Linked DNA regions of Mus musculus: region 1 is linked to region 2. The links are chromatin contacts, called in public HiCAR-type maps. All regions are on one chromosome and are shown on one strand. Each heading gives the region's core, a stretch centred on a gene start, on an enhancer-like site or on the middle of the called end of the contact. The rest is flanking DNA. Distances are from core to core; before and after follow the strand shown. Region 1 has its middle 150 kb from the start of Gm12511. Region 2 overlaps Gm42291 (a long non-coding RNA gene).

Region 1 (3,981 bases), core at 517-3,016, 590 kb after region 2:
GTACTTAATATGTTCTTAATATGTTCTTAATATGTTCTTAATATGGTCCTCAGAAGCCGGCATGGAGGTGGTACAGAAGGGGCACCACTGTGCCTTATGTCCTCAACACCCTGAATTAGTGAAACAACCAATGTACACATCACTCCAGAGCAACCCTTTGGAAGTAGCATCAGAAACCACTCAGGACTTCTCAGGCTCTCATAGCATCAAAGACCCAGGCTCTTTCCCTGACGGATGGAGCTAAGGTACAGGGATGAATCTGCTTCAGGAGCTGGGGGCAGGCGGCCGCAGATAAGGGCCGGCCAGGTGGGTGCTGCTGATTCCTTAGATGCTTTCAGCCAGAGGAAGGGAATGATTGCAACCTGGTGTCTAGAGCTCCTGTGAGCTTCATGTTGACAGCCACCCTGGGAGCCCAGAGGGAAGAGACAAGTCACTGCTGCTGCTACCCAAAGCATTGCTGAAACCTGAGCGCTGAGCTATGGGAAAGGGAGAGGAAGGGGCAAGGTTGGAAAGCTTGAAGTCGAAAAAGCAACAAGCCTAGAGAAGTATTTAAGAAATAGAGACTCATCAAGATGCGTGTCCTGGCTCACATGTCCAGGTGGGTAGTAGCCATTATTAGCCACATCAAAGGCTACAGCAGAAAGGGGAATTCGCTGGGAACAGGAGGCAGGGAGCACTGGGTGACGATGGAATTTTAGAGGGGAAGCTCTAGGCAGTTTCCGCGTGACTGTGGATAATGGGCCAAAGTTTAGTTTAGGGCCAATGTGGAGACCAGAAATGCAGAAAAGGACTGATAATCCTAATAGAAGGAATATGCCTGACCAGAGAGTATGGAAAGAGACCAGAGGAGCCTTGGAGGCCCTGGGAAGAGGAGAGCAAAAGAACATCTGTGCAGAGCATGTCAGGCATTAACAAGAGATGGAGAAGGGGAGGCCAATTCTAACTGGGTCCTTCTGAGACTGTGAGAAGTACCTAGCACAGCCCCTGGTATACAATGTCCTAACTATAATAGTCTCCACACTAGAATAGGTGAGATTCCCAGTTCCCCATTGGTTGCCTCAAACTGCAGAAAGGGGGCCACCTATACCTAACATATTGTGACTTTATATGTATGTATGTATGTATGTATGTATGTATGTATGTATGTATGTATGTATGTAAACATATGGAGAGAGACCCATGACCAAGTTTAGCTTATGAAGTAGCCATATTAACAACAACTATTAAAATGAACAAATATAGTAGTGTATATAATTAAAGTTAAGTAAAAGCTATGAATGATTGATTGATTTTTGGAACTTTCCATTTAATATTTTTGGGCAACAATTGACTAAAGGTAATTGAAACTATCCAAAACAAAACCATGGGTGAAGGATGTGTTACTGCTACAACAATACATTCAATTTTCATTTCCTTAAGTTTTTATTTTTTCAGTGCTGGGGCTTGAACTTAAGCCTTGTGTGTGCTAGGCAGGTGCTCTACCATTGAGCTATATCCCCAAATCTCCCATCCTTGGGGGGGGAGGGGAGACAGGGTCTTGCTATAAAGCCTAGACTGGTCTTGAATGCTCAGTGCTCCCAGTTCAGTCCTCTAAGTGCCCAGATTGCAGGTGTACACCACCAAGCCTCGCTCCACGGTTGACAATTTTTCACCTAACCAGAAAAAATCCAAACAGTAAGAGAGAACTCTCCCTCATCTGCATTCCTCTTGCTCTAGATAGTCTATTACTGGCATCCTCATCTCCAAGAGGAGGGAGTTAAGCACAGAAAGGCCAGTTAGAATGACTCATACCCCAGCCTATGCATGGAGCCACGGAGCACAGGACAGCAATCCAGAGTCCATTCCACATAAACGACACTTGAGTACGCCCCAGGCCCCACCTTCCTGCTTTGTCCCTGCTGGTGCTGCCACTGCAGGTGCCAACTGGCCCTCCTGGGGCATCCAAAGTGCCTGGCTCCTTCAGCCCAGTGCATCTTGACTTCTAGTTATGTCAAAAGGCTCCTGGCTGCCAAGCACTGATTGCAAAACTACTTCTGATGATTTAACTGTAAATGAATCTGAAACATACGGACTGAATTTCTCTGGAACTGCACACCAAAATTTTCATCTGATTAAAAATCTTGAGAGTCCATGTTGAAAAAAATCACAAGAAAAAAAAAGAAGAAGAAGAAGAAAAACAAAGTGGTAATTCAGTGGAGGAGGTCAAAGGAGCATGAAGAGAGAACAGCTGGTCTAGAAAGAACTCTCTCAACACCTCCCTGTCTAGGGTTAGTGAGTGCTTCCTCAGGGGCTGTAAATGTTCCCCACATCTTATGAGGGCACAGTGCTCCTAAGACTGACAGGCAGGCCTACCTATGCCAGAATGCTCAAAATCAGATGATAACTAAAGAGAAAACCTTATTCATATAGCCATTCATGTACCCACATACAAAGTGTATGTACAAGGTGTGTATATGTCAGATCGCATGCTTTCTTTATCAGAAGTATAAGTTTATATCCTAATTACAAATATAGTGATTCAGAGATATATTTAGGTAACATAAATACAGAGCATCACTACTCTCTCGGGAAAAGACATAGATAGATAGATAGATAGATAGATAGATAGATAGATAGATAGATAGAGAGATAGAGAGATAGAGATAGATAGATAGATAGATAGATAGATAGATAGATAGATAGATAGATGATGGATAGAATTTAAATGATACAACTATATGTCATATTTATTTTATAGAAGTATTGAAAATTGCATATATGCTATGTATTCTACATACTCATATTCTCAAACTAGTTGTGTTATTTTTGTTTTATGAGATAGTATCTCATGTCACCCAAGCTGGCCTCAAACTCACTCTGTAGCCAAGGATGACAATGAACTTTTAATCCTCCTGCCTCTACTTCCTAAGAACTAGGATTCCTGGCACGTGTCACTGCGCCTAGTTTACGTGATTCCAGAAATCAAACTTAGGTCTTTGTACATGCAACATAAACACCCCACCAACTGAGCTAACACCAGCTTACTGTCTGTTAATATATGCTAAATAGAGACATTTAATATGTGCAAATATAAAATAAAATATGCAAATATAAAACTACACTAGTCTTAAACAAAACACAAAAGGAATGGAAGTTTGTAGATCCGTGGGGGCTGAGTAAAACTGACCTAGCTCCAAATCTCTAATCTTAAGAGGAGGCTGAGGGTAACTATTCAGATTTTATGGAACTGTGCTTCTAGCGGCCCAGAGCCAATCCATCCAGCTCACAGTGGATAAGAACTCTCAGCATGTCTGAGCTGAATGCAGGAAGATGAAACCTGTCACCATGAAGAGCACACAGGTCACTGGCATCTTCACAGCTGGCATCTGCGAGCAAATCTTCTTAAGACACCCATTGCTGGTACCTTTGCGCCCCCCCCCCAGACTTCTTCCAGTGGACTTGAAGAGAAATCCTCCAACCAAATAAAAACAAAGGTCACTTTTGCCAAAGAAATTCCACCATCTCGGAAACTCTGAGGACAAGCTGGGAGCAGTGGAATAAAGTTATCCTAGTACCTGAGGGGTGGAATTGGGAGCTCGCAATCATTCCGATACATGGTGAACTTTAAGGGTAGCCTGGGCTATGAGAATATGTCTCAAAAAAAAATCAAAACAGCATACCCCTTAAAAAATAAAAAATAAAAAGAACGTCTTGCTGTGATCAATTATGAAGGTCCCAGAGGCTCAGCTGGCGAGCATGGTGGTAGTGGTGGTAACAGTGGTGGTTTTATTTTCTGTGTTCCTCTTTCCTCCCTAGTACATTCGACAATCCTTATCTGTTTTCTTTTCTTTCCTCTCCCAACCCCTCGGTGCTATTAGGAAATAGTTTTGGGAAACACTTGCTCAAAACACAACAGCAGAAAATGGGTGAGCAGCCAAAGCCTGTGAGAAGCAGCATTTGGTAGCTCTGAAGCCAATGACCACACTGGTACAGCCTGCGTCG
Region 2 (4,001 bases), core at 264-2,763:
CAGGTAGACAACGTTCCTCCATGGTGCTCTGAGTGGCCAGAAGGAGACAAGGATTTGGACTCTCACATGAAAAAGTCAGCAACTGGGAGACTGTAAGACTGGGACAGGAAAATAAGAAGGGGCTTACTAGATGAGAAGGGAGAACACTGTAGGTGCTAGAGAAGGGGAGAGCGCAGATAGAAGAAAGAGCATGCTCAGAGGAGAGAGGCACTGCCATCCTCCGGTAATAAGCTAGAGTATTCAGCTAAAGGGCTTTGATGGCTGGGAAGCTGTCGTAACTCTGTGAGGCTGGAAACTGAGTCCTATCTGCAGAGGAATGGGCAAAGAAATCGTGGCTTGTGTGCACTGGAAATTCTCTCCATCCAAAAGTGACTGAAGATGTGTCACTTCTTCAAGAAAATGGATGTGACTGTTAATAGTTCTTTTTTTAATTAGGTATTTTCTTCATTTACATTTCCAGTGCTATCCCAAAAGTCCCCCATACCCTCCCACCCCACTTCCCTATCCACCCACTCCCACTTCTTGGCCCTGGCATTCCCCTATACTGAGGCATATAAAGTTTGCACCACCAATGGGCCTCTCTTTCCACTGATAGCCGACTAGGCCATCTTCTGATACATATGCAGCTAGAGACATGAGCTCTGGGGGTACTGGTTAGTTCATATTATTGTTGCAGATCCCTTTAGATCCTTGGGTACTTTCTCTAGCTCCTCCATTGGGGGCCCTGTGATCCATCATAGTTCTTGTATACAAAGAAAGCTTCAGCAAGTTGTGCCACATGTCTTCTCTTATCTGTGGCTCCAACACTTTACCTAGATATGTAAAATCGTGTATGTACAGGTGACAGGAAAGTAGAAGTGAACAAGGGGGTCTAAACACACTAACGGGAAAAGGAAAAGAGGTTAGTGAATGAGGGCAGGAATATGCCCAACATACATTATATACTTGCAAGAAAATGCCCTAAAGTAACTTATTACAATAAAATAAAATACAATCTGAAAGTTATTTTTCTAATATTAGTAATCTATTAATATTAATATTCTAGATGGCATCCATGTTATAGCCATCAGAAGCTTGAGGAGCTGGTGAGTCACTGACCAAGCTGGTTCAGTCACCCATATGACAGTTGGATGCTTCAACTCATTGCTATGTGTTCTCAAGACACGGAGGCTAGCCTGACCACGGCAAAGTGTTTCTAGGCTTCATAGTGACACATCATTATGTTCAGACTGTTCTATTGGCTTACACAGGTCACTCCTGCACTGTGAAAACTGGCCCTCTCTAAGGAACCAGAAGATGAGGCTATTGGGACTATGGGAAAGGTTTACCAACCTCCTGTGTGTATAGAAGAAACTTTCTTATCATGAGCCCCATAGTTCAGATGCAACTGCCGAGCTTATGTGTGAAGAGAACAGTCTGTGATGGGAAGAATTCGGTCCACAAGCAGAGAGCTGAGCCTCCACTGTTGCTGTGTATGTTCTCTAGGGAGGTCACCTCACTTTGCAGGCTTCACATTCCTCATCTATGAGGTCAGTCTAACAGGCAGATTTCCCAGAAAGACTGGAGAAGAACGTGAGGATCAGATATGGAAGGGGCTGTGAATGCCAGAGGAAGAAGCTAAGGAGTTATCTTGTTGACCGTCAGTGAAGCTTAGCAGCCTTTAAACTAGGGAAATGAGGACATGTGGACCACTTTGACAGAGATTCTGTATGCAATATGGACAGAAAGTAGAGGGATTCAGACACAAACTAGACTAGAGTCTCCCAGTGCTCACAGATGAGACACATGGACCCATTCTTAGCTTCTGGTGATGGGAAAGACATTACAACCTCACTCAACACTAAAATAGACTTGAGGACCACTCAGCACCTCACAGCCCCATTTCTGTTTCGGCAGCATTTCAAAGGAAAAATAAAAGACTTAGTGTCAAAAAGATTATAAATATTTATTATCCATTTACCTTCTCCATCTTGAATTCCAAAGAACATCCTGGGTTTATAGAATATAATCTTTGCCTGAGAACTTAGGGTCTACCCTGAAAGCTACAAAAGCAACAGAAAGGCAGGAACCCCAGAAAGAATGTCTCCACAGGAGGCTCTGCATTGATGTCAAGTTCCTGTCCATAGAGTTGAGTCAGGCTTTTACTCTCGTCATCAGGGCATTGAAACAGCATAATCCTGGATGGCAACACCGGGCTGTTTTCATCATCATGGTGGAAAGTGATTAAAAACAAGAGACTAGAATCTGGTATCTTTAAAAAATAGGGGCTTATCCTGCTTCCCTTGAATTCAGAAAGACATGCAGTCATTCCTGTTTATATCTACTCAAACTGAACTGACTTCGTGTATGTTTTAAAGCTACAGTGGAGACAGATATGAGCTCAGAGCTAAAGGCTTCAGTGGGAGTACAGCTAATATTCTGGATTTAATTTTTTTATTTGTAGTGTACATAAGGATTGGGGTAGAAGCTGCTTTCAGGGCTTTTCTTTGAATAACAGGAATGTCTCCTACTAAATGCAACTGAAAGATTAGAGAAGAGACATAAAAAAGAATTTTAAGACCATGATCCCCTGCTGTCCCACTTAAATAAACTCTCTCTTCTATTAATTATTGTATTAGACCATAAGCTACAGAGCTTAGAAACTCCTACTCTTTCCACAGACTCACTCATGCGTGGAGCATCTGTGATTGATGGACCAGTGAGATTGAAACGTGCAAATGGAGATGAAACAGACCAAGATTAAACATCTTCTGGGTATAGAATGGCATTGTTCCAGAATCTTAAAACTGGCCAGGCTCTGTAAGGATGATGCTTCCTCTCAGTCAGTTACTCAGAAAATCCCTCCCCTTCCTGAGCCTCCAGATTGCCCCAACCAACTTCCTGTTTCAAGAGCATTACTTAACAAATATTGGATGAGGACCTAAAAGACCCTCACAGAACCAGGGCCCCTAGGAAGAATATGAAGGTTACAGAAATTAAGAAAGAGCTCAAGTTCACAGGACCTTAGAGTCTGGGGCAGTTTCTCAACTAAGATGAACAATAGAACTACCCCAGCCTTAAAAAAAGGACTAATAAGCCCCACTGCTAGCTAAGCTATGATCCCCAGGGTGAAGCAACATTGAGAATCACTAGGAAAGAGACAGGGATAGCAAAGAATTGTCATGGTTTTGTGCTGAGTGAACAAAAGTTTTCTTGGATCAGAGGAAGGACTCAAGGAGCCAGAGGCTTGCTGAAGCCACTTGGCATTTCCTGTTTTGCTTGATGGGGGAAAGGTAGCAAGGAAAAAAAAAGGGTGTGGAAATGATGGAGGGTTAGGTGCAGCATGTGCCTATGAGCACAGCATGCCTGATAATTGCAAGTTCTGCAGTTACCTGGAGTGAATGCTTTCATAGTGAAATAAATACGTAGTCAGAAACAGAAGAGAGAGACAGAGACAGACAGAGAGAGAGAGAGAGAGACAGAGAGAGAGAGACAGAGAGAGAGACAGAGAGAGAGACAGAGCAAGAGAGAGAGAGAGAGAGAGAGAGACAGAGAGAGAGACAGAGAGAGAGACAGAGCAAGAGAGAGAGAGAGAGAGAGAGAGAGAGAGAGAGAGAGAGAGAGAGAGAGAGAAGAGAGGGAGGGAGGGAGGGAGAGGGAGAAGGAGAGGGAGAGGAAGAGGGAGAGGGGACAGACACACAGAGGGAGAGAGACAGAGACAGACACACACAGAAAGAAAACAGTCAAATTGCACTCTTTCTAAATCCTTGATTTCATTAGGTATATGTAAATACAGGAATGGACTTTATATGATGGGTAGGGGGAAATAAAGGAGGAAGATACAGGCTGCCTTTACACAGGGGAGACATAGTAGGAAGAATAGAGAAAGAGTGAATTTGAAAAATGATAACAGAAGACCAGATGAAACAGAGGCTAATGACTTGTGAATGTAAAGCAGAGACAGTGTTGACTCCAGTCCCTTGGACAGGATGAGCAGATGGCAAGAAGAGCCAAATCCTTTA

The links. HiCAR-type assays count read pairs that join an accessible place to other places.
Region 1: a HiCAR-type map of fibro-adipogenic progenitors shows a contact between it and region 2, with 4 times the contacts expected there. The contact joins two enhancer-like sites. A contact is called at or near these places in 1 of 484 Hi-C or Micro-C datasets (epidermal suprabasal cells) and 2 of 115 datasets of contacts at active chromatin or transcription factors (embryonic stem cells and fibro-adipogenic progenitors).

The regions. Positions count from the first base shown.
Region 1 is chr4:55,716,541-55,720,521 of GRCm38.p6, reverse strand. No RefSeq gene overlaps it. Among named protein-coding and RNA genes, the nearest start is that of Gm12511, 150 kb to the right of the region's middle. Within about 2 kb of position 1,766, at least 53 of the 459 cell types and tissues checked have an H3K27ac peak or open chromatin away from gene starts, as enhancers often do. A contact at or near this core is called in fibro-adipogenic progenitors, where this site is marked.
Region 2 is chr4:56,303,328-56,307,328 of GRCm38.p6, reverse strand. All of the region lies in intron 2 of Gm42291 (a long non-coding RNA gene), which reads left to right. Among named protein-coding and RNA genes, the nearest start is that of Gm42291, 11 kb to the left of the region's middle. Within about 2 kb of position 1,513, at least 62 of the 459 cell types and tissues checked have an H3K27ac peak or open chromatin away from gene starts, as enhancers often do. A contact at or near this core is called in fibro-adipogenic progenitors, where this site is marked.